2 separate regions of the Danio rerio genome follow, and region 1 is linked to region 2. The links are chromatin contacts, called in public Hi-C maps. All regions are on one chromosome and are shown on one strand. Each heading gives the region's core, a stretch centred on a gene start, on an enhancer-like site or on the middle of the called end of the contact. The rest is flanking DNA. Distances are from core to core; before and after follow the strand shown. Region 1 holds the start of slc25a16 (solute carrier family 25 member 16). Region 2 holds the start of vdac2 (voltage-dependent anion channel 2).

Region 1 (5,022 bases), core at 616-3,115, 460 kb after region 2:
CTTAGAAATGTTATTGATAATGCGGAGTGAGCGTGGGAGAGTTCCAGAGCTTTGGTGCAACAACACTGAATGATCTTCCAGAATCAGAATGATTTTACAAAATTTTTTAATTACAAAAGTATTTTAGTTTCACTTTAATAGAAATAATATTAAAAACAAAATATTTAAAACGGCATAACAGAAAATTGTTGCGGTTTTGAAACCCTGCTATTTCCAAACCGCAGTAAACCTTGAAACCGGTTATCATCCCATCCCTAGTAAATAATGGCAGAATTTTTATTTTTGAGTGAACTATCCCATTAACTTCAGTTCTGCTATACTTGCAGTTGAACAAACAGATTTCAGTACATCAGTATTCTGTGTTTGAAAAGTCACCTCCAGCAGTGAAAGAGCGTAACCAGTAGTATCCGTCTCTCTGCACAGGAGCAGGGATCTGAGGTCGAGCCCCTGAAGACACAGCCTCTGTCGTCATGATGGCTACTATCAAGACTGCAGTACATTCATGTCTTCACACTCTGGAATGTAGTAAATAAAAACAGCATTTGTATTGTTACACCTCAGCAGATCTTTGCCAAAGACTGGACTATGCACACAACTAAAGTCATATCAGTCATAAACCATTGTAAATTTACCACTTTACAAGTGCCTGGTTTGGGAAAAGTTTAACGAATACTTAAAAAAAAAAAAGTTTAAGTCATTCTAAATAAATATTTTTCTTCTGTTAAACACAACACAAGGTATTCATAAGACATATAGCATCCACTGACATCATAGTAGGAATTATTAAAATACTACAAAAGCACAATGGCTGTTTTTGACAACATTCTTCGAAACATTTGTTTACTCTGAACATTTACATATTTAAGTAATACACAAATGTTTTTTTTCCATTTTTATACCCATTACAGTAACACTTTTTTTTAGCTATTATAACCATTTCAGTAACACTTTTTTAGCTATTATACCCATTACAATAACACTTTTTTAGCTATTATAGACATTACAGTAATACTTTTTTAGCTATTATACCCATTGGAGTAACACTTTTTAGCTATTATGCCCATTACAGTAACACTTTTTAGCCATTTTACCCATTACAGTAACACTTTTTTAGCTATTATACCCATTACAGTAACACTTTTTGTAGCTAGACTAGTAGATAATTACATGTGATTTCAGTCAAATATTCAAAGCACCAGGGTAAACAATATAGGGAGCGTGTCACATGTTGTCATTGAACGAATGTGCGCATATAAGACCAGTTTTACCTGGTTAATGCACGTTAAAATACCACAAATGTCAGATAAAAGCATGGTAATTTTTGTGACCTTCTTTTCATTGCATTTTTAATATAGTCTGGTTGTTTTGCTTATAATTGAAAGGAAAATTTCATGAATAAAGAACATCAATACTTGCACATTGTTACATTGGTTACTGTTGCTTATTGATGGGAGTCAGCCAGCCGTGTAACTATAAACAGATTACACTTCTCATGTATTTTACGCTCAACTTTAGCCATAGCAACGAATAGCAAAGATTCCGGCAGATCTAACCTGAACGCTTGTAGAGAGAAAAAAAAATAAATCCAGGCTAAAATGAAGGTCATCGGTTACACAACTTATATGGTCTTGTTTGAGACTGAAGCTGTCTGCAGCTCTTCCTGTTAATAAAAACACTGCGTGTGTTTCCGCTGCGTAAACGCTATTTTCTACGACGGCGCAAAAGATTAGCTCTTTATCAGAACTATTCGTCTTTTGTTCTTTACAACTAGAGGATTTACTTACATTGAATGTACATCAAGGCATAGTAATAATCTTTTTCACGTGTTTTCGGCAGTTTCGTCCATACCGTGTCCTTCACTGATTCGTTTCCTGTCGCAGAATTAACACGTAATAGCGTGTCAACAAACGCACGGCGCCGCTTTTTAGCTTGATTTAAATGTTATACAAACTGCATTACAGATTAATGCTCATAAACATATAGTTTGGATATGGTTTTGTTTTTCAGCACTGTGTATTGTGATTTTGTCTTTGTTTAGGTCAAATGATGATCTTTGGGAGGACGATTGTTTGTTTTGCATTCAGTTTTTTATTATTATTATTATGGTCTGTAAAGAAACATTTATCAATTAAAACATCAATATATTTTTTAAACAACAGACAAATAACAATAAAACAAACAATATAATGCCAGGATGATAAAAGGCAAATAATAATAGCAGTACAAAAAAATAAAAAAACAAAACAAACACAAAAATCATGTATAAATTAAATAAAATTCTGACAATTACAAACAAGCAGTTTTTTTGTTGTTGGAAAATCTACCCTATATATATATAAATATATATATATATATATATATATATATATATATATATATATATATATAACATTTATATATATATATATATATATATATATATATATATATATATATATATATATATATATTTATATATATATATATATATATATATATATATATATATATATATATATATATATATATATATATATATATATATATATATATATATTAGACTGCTGCCCCGGCAACCCGGCCCCGGATAAGCGGATGAAAATGACATGACATTACATGACTATAATATTAACAATAATAATTCATTCATTCATTGTCTTGTCGGCTTAGTCCCTTTATTATTCCGGGGTCGCCACAGCGGAATGAACCGCCAACTTATCCAGCAAGTTTTTACGCAGCGTATGCCATTCCAGCTGCAACCCATCTCTGGGAAAACAATAATAATGATAATAATAATAACATTTCCCAGTAATGGCTTGCACATAAAGTTCCGCTGTGGAGACCCCTGATAAATAAAGGGACAAAACTAAAGGGAAATGAATGAATGAATGAATGAATGAATGAATGAATGAATGAATGAATGAATGAATGAATGAATGAATAATAGTTATGATTATTATCATAATTATTCATATTTATTTTTACAATAAATAATTAATTTTATTATTATATATTACTTAAGATTAAGTATTTTCATATAAATGTGTATACAACATACATTTATTGTGATTTAATCATTAATAATAATAATGTGAATGTGTTCTTTTTATTCTTCTTCTGATTATTATTATTATTACTATTATTATTATTATTATTTTATAAATGAGTTATAAACATATATACTTTTATAATGACAACAACAATACTACAGCTAATAATAATCATTATTATCACTATCATCATCATCATCATTTTACAGGTATACATTTTTTAACCTCATTGTTCCAGCACAGGTAAGTTAGAAGTAGGTCATTTACAAACAAATATTGTGTACTGTTTGCTTGTTGATTTAAGTAGACGAGTGACGACAATCATTATGAAACTTACGTCATCACAAGTCGTGGTCAACACATTTAGCAGTTAGCTGAAAGCGCAGTGAGTTAGCAGCCTAAAAACCTGCTATAATAGAGATTGCTGTAAAGACTGATGATCCCTGGAATAGAAATCCAATCCGGGTTTTCCCGCCACCTCACACCGACGTCCATTAAATATCCTTAAGTTGACTGGAGAGTGTAGATCGAGTCTGGCTGAGGGCTGCCGTCAATGGATTGACATAAGAAGATTTGCCTTTTATCAGGTGCTTTAGTCTGACAGTGGCAGCATGCGAGTCTACCAGTTTAATGCTATATTATGAAGACGCTGTTCAGTCTTTTCTAGCGAAGATCCATCGAAGAGAAATGCTGGAGGATCTGTCGTGTACAGGCGGGGAATATTATTAGCCCTTCAGACAGTGCATCTGTCTCTCCGGTATGTAAAGTATTTCAACTCCCTAAAAAGTGATCATAACAATACGGCAACCCTAAGAATGCAAGCCCTCTTCTTTATTATTTGATTTGTATCACAATTAAAAGTTTGTGGAGCAAAAAAACTAACTGAAACTGAAACAAATTATTGGTAGAGAGAAATGTGTGTGAACGTTAGTTAAGCGATTAGTCAGCCACGACGGCTGACGCAAACCTAGTTAGTTCCCTAAATTACTTGACCAGTATTTTTTGCATAGTAGGCGCGTGACTCGCACTTCTGCGCGAGCCTGTCACGCACACGAAAATGACTTTTAAGTAGGGAGTTTACTTAACTTGAGACAGGACTAGTGTGTAAACTTATGTGAGTGTGTTTAGATTCACTTGTCACAACAAATACACTTCACAATTCCCTAATTTCTGTTTACATTTTACACATGGCAGGTGTCAAAACACTTGAGGAGAGTTCTGGTTGACATGTAAACAAACAATCAAAGCCAATGAACCTGTAACTACAGGCAGTTAGAATATGTCTTGCTATAAGAACCATGGTACTTAATAATAATTATATTCATATACTTTCATATTTAATAGGATAAAAATGGGTAAAAATATCACTGTATCACCGTATTGCAATTACTGCTCTAAATATATCCTTTTTAAATGTCTGGGTAAAGAAAAATCCACTTTGAAAACAATATATATATATTTTGAAAGATTTATAATATTTTGGAACAGTAAACATTCACTTCTGACTACTGCTGTGTTTATTAGTTTCAAAAACAGATTTCTTTACCATTTAAAATGGCATCTTTGGAATTTTTTTCAGCTGAAGATAATGTTGTCCTAAAAAAAATGTAAATAAAAAAATCATACACGTTCCTTAGGAACGGTATTACAGAACGTTATGGCAGTTTTAAAACCTTGACGTTTCCAAACTGTGGTATACCTTGAAAACTGTTATCATCCCATGCCTAGTACAGACTAGGGATGCTCCGATCAGGATTTTTGGAGCCGATACTGAATACCGATTTCTCTTCATGGTAATCGGCGATACCGAATATCAATTCTGATGCTTCAAGCTTTATATAACGTAACTTTAACATTGCATAAAGCACTTTTTCCCTCTTAGTATGACACTTAAGTGGAGATCTCTGCTTTCCTTAGAGAATAAATTAAGGATGTTGCAAATAATCGCTCAAACACATCTTAGTGTTTCCTCTAGGATTTTTTCCAGCCGTGG
Region 2 (5,375 bases), core at 1,208-3,707:
AAAAATAAAGATTTTTTTTTTATTTTAGTTTTTAGTGGTTTTAGTAAGGAATTAATGCAAGTAGAGAATGGCTGTTTGTAAAGCTTACAGCGTCATCTGCTGTTAAACTAAGTGCAAAATTTATACAAAGGTGAAAACAATGATTTATAAAATCTTGAAATCAGTTTCTCACCATAGCTGATAGCTCTAATAAATATTGAGAGAAATACCCTTCTTAAGAGACTGTTTCTCTAGTGAACTCAGAGCTGTGGACACTAAATGCCAGAGAGAAATTTCATGTCTAATGACATATAGTTTACATAAGTATTGACTTCTTTCTTCCACTGAAATACTGAGCTATTACAAGAGATATAATTAAATGTTCATGATTATTTTAGAATTTGCAACATGAGTTTGTGTCCTTAAAGGACTTCAAGGATAAGGTCAGGGTCCCCAATCCAAGTCAAATCTCAAATACCTTCACTTTGCCCTGGATTTACTGACTAAAAAGGATACCAGTAAAGTTGGTTTAATATTCGCACATTTGTCTTTTAGAAGTCTCTATATTGTTTACCTTGTTACTTTGAATATTCGATCGTAATTAGCATGCAAGAATTACTTAAAAACAACATTAACACTATGTAATTGACTCAACAATGTTGTACTTTGATAGTCATTGGCTGCCTTTATGATTTTCCTATTTAGAATTTGCAATGAATACTTTTCTGAAATTAAGTTAAGGAGAATGTTTGAATATCCAAATATAAAACCAACTTTACCTCTAAAAAATGCAAACAAATCATTAAAATAATAATAATAAATAAAACATTAGACCTCGTAATATCCCATATTTCAGAAATTTCATGACTCATGGGAACCCTATAAGATTGTTGTGCTAACTGTATGGAGTCCATCTAATATCTAGTTAAAGTTCTCTTTACACATCAGACAAAATTGTCTATATTGGGGTACACAACATGTTTTGGCTAAAAATCAAAAAATGTGTATTAGTAAATACATGTAATTACACCTTTTAGTCTCATCTCCAGGCTGGTTTAATGCAATCAATTATAAAAGAAACATCTAGCAATAAATTTTGAAAGAAAATAACTACAATACAAACCCAGGAAGACTGTAAATAATACAGATACAACCAATATTAGAATATATAGGAATACGCTAACATTTATTTTTCAAACAGAGTAAATAACTGATTCTAAATATAGCAAAATGCTTCACCTGTGACCTTTATCATATAGGTCATTGAGATTGAGGTAAAGTTGGTTTTAGATTTACATGTACAGCTTCAGAAAAGTATTACTTGAAAATCCTAAATAGAGAAAGACATATTAGCAGCAAATTACTCTTAACATTGTTCACAGTGAATTAAATGATGCTAATGTTGTTTTTAAGTCTTACTTGCATGCGATTTTAGAATATTGAAAATAGCATGGTTAACAGGGACCGTGTAACAAGTTGTCAGTTCAATAATGTACGGATGTGCTAATATAAAACCAACTTTACCTCAATGTCATTGAGTAACAGGAATGTCTGGTCCCACAGATTTGTCAGGCGCATACCATCCATCAGATCTTTCTTTTCAGGAAGTACAAAAATAATTACTTAAATACTCCTTGGCGCTTTAAACATGTAATAAAAAATATTATACTATACTATTAATTTGGCATAAATGCCTATTAAAATTGTGTAGGATTATTACCCTCTAATAATAAACTGAATTAATAGATGAGTTCAGGAACTGCTCTATTATAAAGGGCAAAGTAAGGGCAAGGCGAACTGCGGATTTACTACCCAATTTAACGCAGCCGCAGGAAAGCTTCTGAAGGCCACATGCAAGACTGGACCAGAGGGATGTACAACACTAACTGTAATTAAATCAAACAAAAAGTGAAGAAAAGGAGCTGCAAAATATGATGAGAGTGACTCAGGTCACGCATTTTTGGTGCTGCTCGGATGCAAGAGAAGTCAGCAGGAGCCGCACTGATCTGAATTAAAGCTACACTATAGATTAGACTGTAAAGCTGCTGAGCTGTGCTAATGTCACGCTATGACCGATCACAGGCTCATCTGTTTCTCTCCGGTCGTTACAGTAAGACAGACCGTGTGTGTGAGAGAGAGAGATATCGAGCAAGCTCAGCTAACGCGTGCTAATGCGCTAGCTAACACGAAGTAGAAAGCTTGCGAATTAACGTCTCCGACGCTTTCAATTCAGCCACATATGATTCCCGCTCCTCTCGGCGACTTACCTGTTAAAAGGAGTGGAGTGCGGTTATTGAAACGCGGCTGCTGAAGTTATTCCCAGCGCTGAGCCAATGTGGAGGGTCTGGCCAGTTGGAGGGCGAACTGAAGGAGACTGTAATGTAACACACCCGTGCCGACAGCCTCCCGCTCAAGGACCCCGGGCTGTCCTCACCTCTGCCTGACGGTAATTGCTAACGGCCAGGAACAGATGTGTGGCTTGCGCGGTATTGCGACATGCTACTGTACGTCAATTTAAGTCGCCAATATACTGCATGTCCTGTGACTCAGTTATTTTTTAGACAAGGGCTATTACATTGAATTTACATCATATAGTGTAAAAGGTACGCCATTGAAACATTAGTAAAAAGACTGTTTACTGGCTCGGTTCTATTAAATTATTTTTACTCATTTATGATATTTACTAATACACTATTAATATGTACTTTAATGGTAACTGAGGTAGTTAACTAATGGAACAATAATGAAAAGTGTTACAGTTTTGACAAAGCTCATGACTCAAACATTTGTAAATTAGTTGGCGTAGTAGCAGTAGTTGCCTACTGTAATTGTTATATTGTAGTTCAATAAAAGATGTTATTTCATTAACATAAGCAAAATTAACTTTAATTTTTTATCTGTACTTTTTGTTTATTCAGTTTAAGTTTCAGTTTCACATTTAGCTTTGATTTCTGTACGTTGACTACATCATGGTGTAAAAGGTACACCATCCATTTTCAAGTTTAATGGCTCAGTTCTATTCAATTATATTTACTAACACATTACTCATAAGTACTTTAATGATCACTGAAGTAGTAAACAAATGGAAGATATTGTAAAGTGTATTAGTTTTGACAAAACCTAAGACTCATAAACACTTGTAAATTATTAAAAGTAGCAGCAGTAGTTACCTTCTGTAATTTTTATATTGCAGTTAAATAAAAAGATGTTATTTTGTTAACTTAATGCAAAATAGCTTTTTAATTTGTATATTTACTATTTATTTAATTAGTTTAAATTTTAGTTTCACTATTAGCTTTGATTTTTGTATGTTGTTTTTACATCATATGGTGTAAAAGGTACACCATCCATTGAAACACTCTTGAAAGGCTGTTTACTGGCTCAATTTCACTAATACACTATAATATGTTCACTAATACATTATTCAAATTTACTTGAATGGTAACTGAAGTAGTTAAAAGGTATGCCATTGAAACACTCTTGAAAGGCTGTTAACTGCCTCAGTTGTATTAAATTATATTTACTAATACATTATTCACATGTACTTGAATGATAACTAAAGTAGTTGACTACTGGAACAATATTGTAAAGTGATGTAGTTTTCGCAAAACTCATGACTCAAACATTTGTAAATTAGTAATAGTAGTAGCAGTAGTCACCTACTGTTTATTGTCTATTGCTATAGTGCAGTTAAATAAAAACAGGCCCGTAGCCAGGGGGTGATGGGGTTCGGAAGACCCACCCCTCACTGACAAAGGTCCAGAATTTGTCCCACATGAGCTCATTTGTCCTCATGTGGGAGTTTGACTACTATGTTATCATAAATATTGAAATATCCCATAGAAAAAGGCATTGAGACCAAGCAGAATCCTCTGTTGGCTGTCTAATCCAAGTGGTGCTCGCTGCAGAGCCATTTGAGGAGAGGTGAGCTCCAGAGAGGGGGAGCTTAAGCTTGAGCTCCACCTTTTTTGCACTTCTTCTACGAGTGATGTCACTGGGGGTAGGGTTAGGGGTGGGGTTGGTGTACGCATTAAAACAGCTTACAGGAGGAGGAGCGACAGCTCATGCTCCCCCTCTCTGGAGCTCACCTCTCCTCAAATGGCTCTGCAGCGAGCACCCTCTCGTCTAATCAGCTAAGCTTTGGCCAATGCAAACAATTATTTTTCATGAGTCCAACATCCTATGCCAGAAAACACACAATCTGATGTAAGTGAAGTCATCTTTCGCTATGTATTGCTTAGAAATGGAGAAAAAATTTAGGACCTTATTCTTGAAACAAAATGACTGATAAAAAGGTGTGAAGCACCAAAAGCGGCCCAAATTAAAATGAATATGAATACTAATTTGGCTCTTGTTATCCATGAATTTTCAAATGTAGGCCTACAACAGAGGCAAAAATAGTGAAGCTCTACATTATTATTATTCGTTCATTCAATCATTTTCTTTTTGGCTTAGTCCCTTTATTAATCTGGGGTCACCACAGCAGAATGAACCGCCAACTTATCCAGCATATATGTTTTACGCAACGGATGCCCTTCCAGCTGCAACTCATCACTGGGAAACACCCATACTCTTCCATTCACACAAACTGAAGACAATTTTAGCTTACCCAGTTCACTTATAGCGCATCTTTAGTCTTTAAACTTGTGGGGTAAACCGGAGCACCCGGAAGAAACCTGCGCGAACATGCAAACTCCACACAGATATGCCATGTGACCCAGCCGAGGCTCGAACCAGCGACCTTTTTGTTGTGAGGCGAGAGCGCTACTCACTGCACCACCGTGTTGCCATATTATTAATATTATCATTATTATTATCATCATCATCATTATTATTATTGTTTACATTTTTTTTTTCAAATGGCCAAATTGTGACTGAGGAAAGTTGAATGTGCTGGCTAGTTTGTTATTTGCCTAATAAATGAGCTACAGTTTTTAATTAAAAACTTTAACAGATTTTTGTTTTATAATAAAATAATAAAATTGTATTTTAAAAATAAGTATTTATTCATATTTCTTTATTCTAAATCTTTAGGAAAAAATGTTGGCGTATCAAAAAGTGTGGTGCAAATCCAGCTGAAAATAGTGCTTAAAATGTCACTAAAATGCAGTTATAAAATGCTCAGCATATATAGGTATCACAGATCTTTCTTTTAAATTCATTATTTGTAATGGCATTTGGCCACTAGGTGTCAGTACGCTACTTTATAACTGCGACTGCACTGCATTGAGCAAGAGGTTGGTAGGATGCGCACAGTTTTTGATCGTAACTAATCGTAACGTGCTACACAAGAAGCGTGCAATTGCAACGCCGCTACAAAACGTGAAAAACTGCACTTCGTGGGACGATTGAGACATTGTTGGAGTGGACAGCAAGGCATGGTGTTTGGGCGGACA

The links. Hi-C and Micro-C count contacts between places; a contact is called where the count stands out from the background.
Region 1: a Hi-C map of hematopoietic stem cells shows a contact between it and region 2, with 4 times the contacts expected there. The contact joins the promoter of slc25a16 here to the promoter of vdac2 in region 2. A contact is called at or near these places in 2 of 18 Hi-C or Micro-C datasets (caudal fin and hematopoietic stem cells).

What each region holds. Positions count from the first base shown.
Region 1 is chr13:20,177,410-20,182,431 of GRCz12tu, forward strand. slc25a16 (solute carrier family 25 member 16) reads right to left here and starts at 1,866. Exons shown (of 10, transcript NM_205549.1): 1 at 1,785-1,866; 2 at 376-515. The coding sequence starts at 472. It overlaps tet1 (tet methylcytosine dioxygenase 1), which reads left to right and starts at 3,526. Exons shown (of 12, transcript XM_068218728.2): 1 at 3,526-3,786.
Region 2 is chr13:19,712,456-19,717,830 of GRCz12tu, forward strand. vdac2 (voltage-dependent anion channel 2) reads right to left here and starts at 2,458. Exons shown (of 9, transcript NM_199585.3): 1 at 2,247-2,458.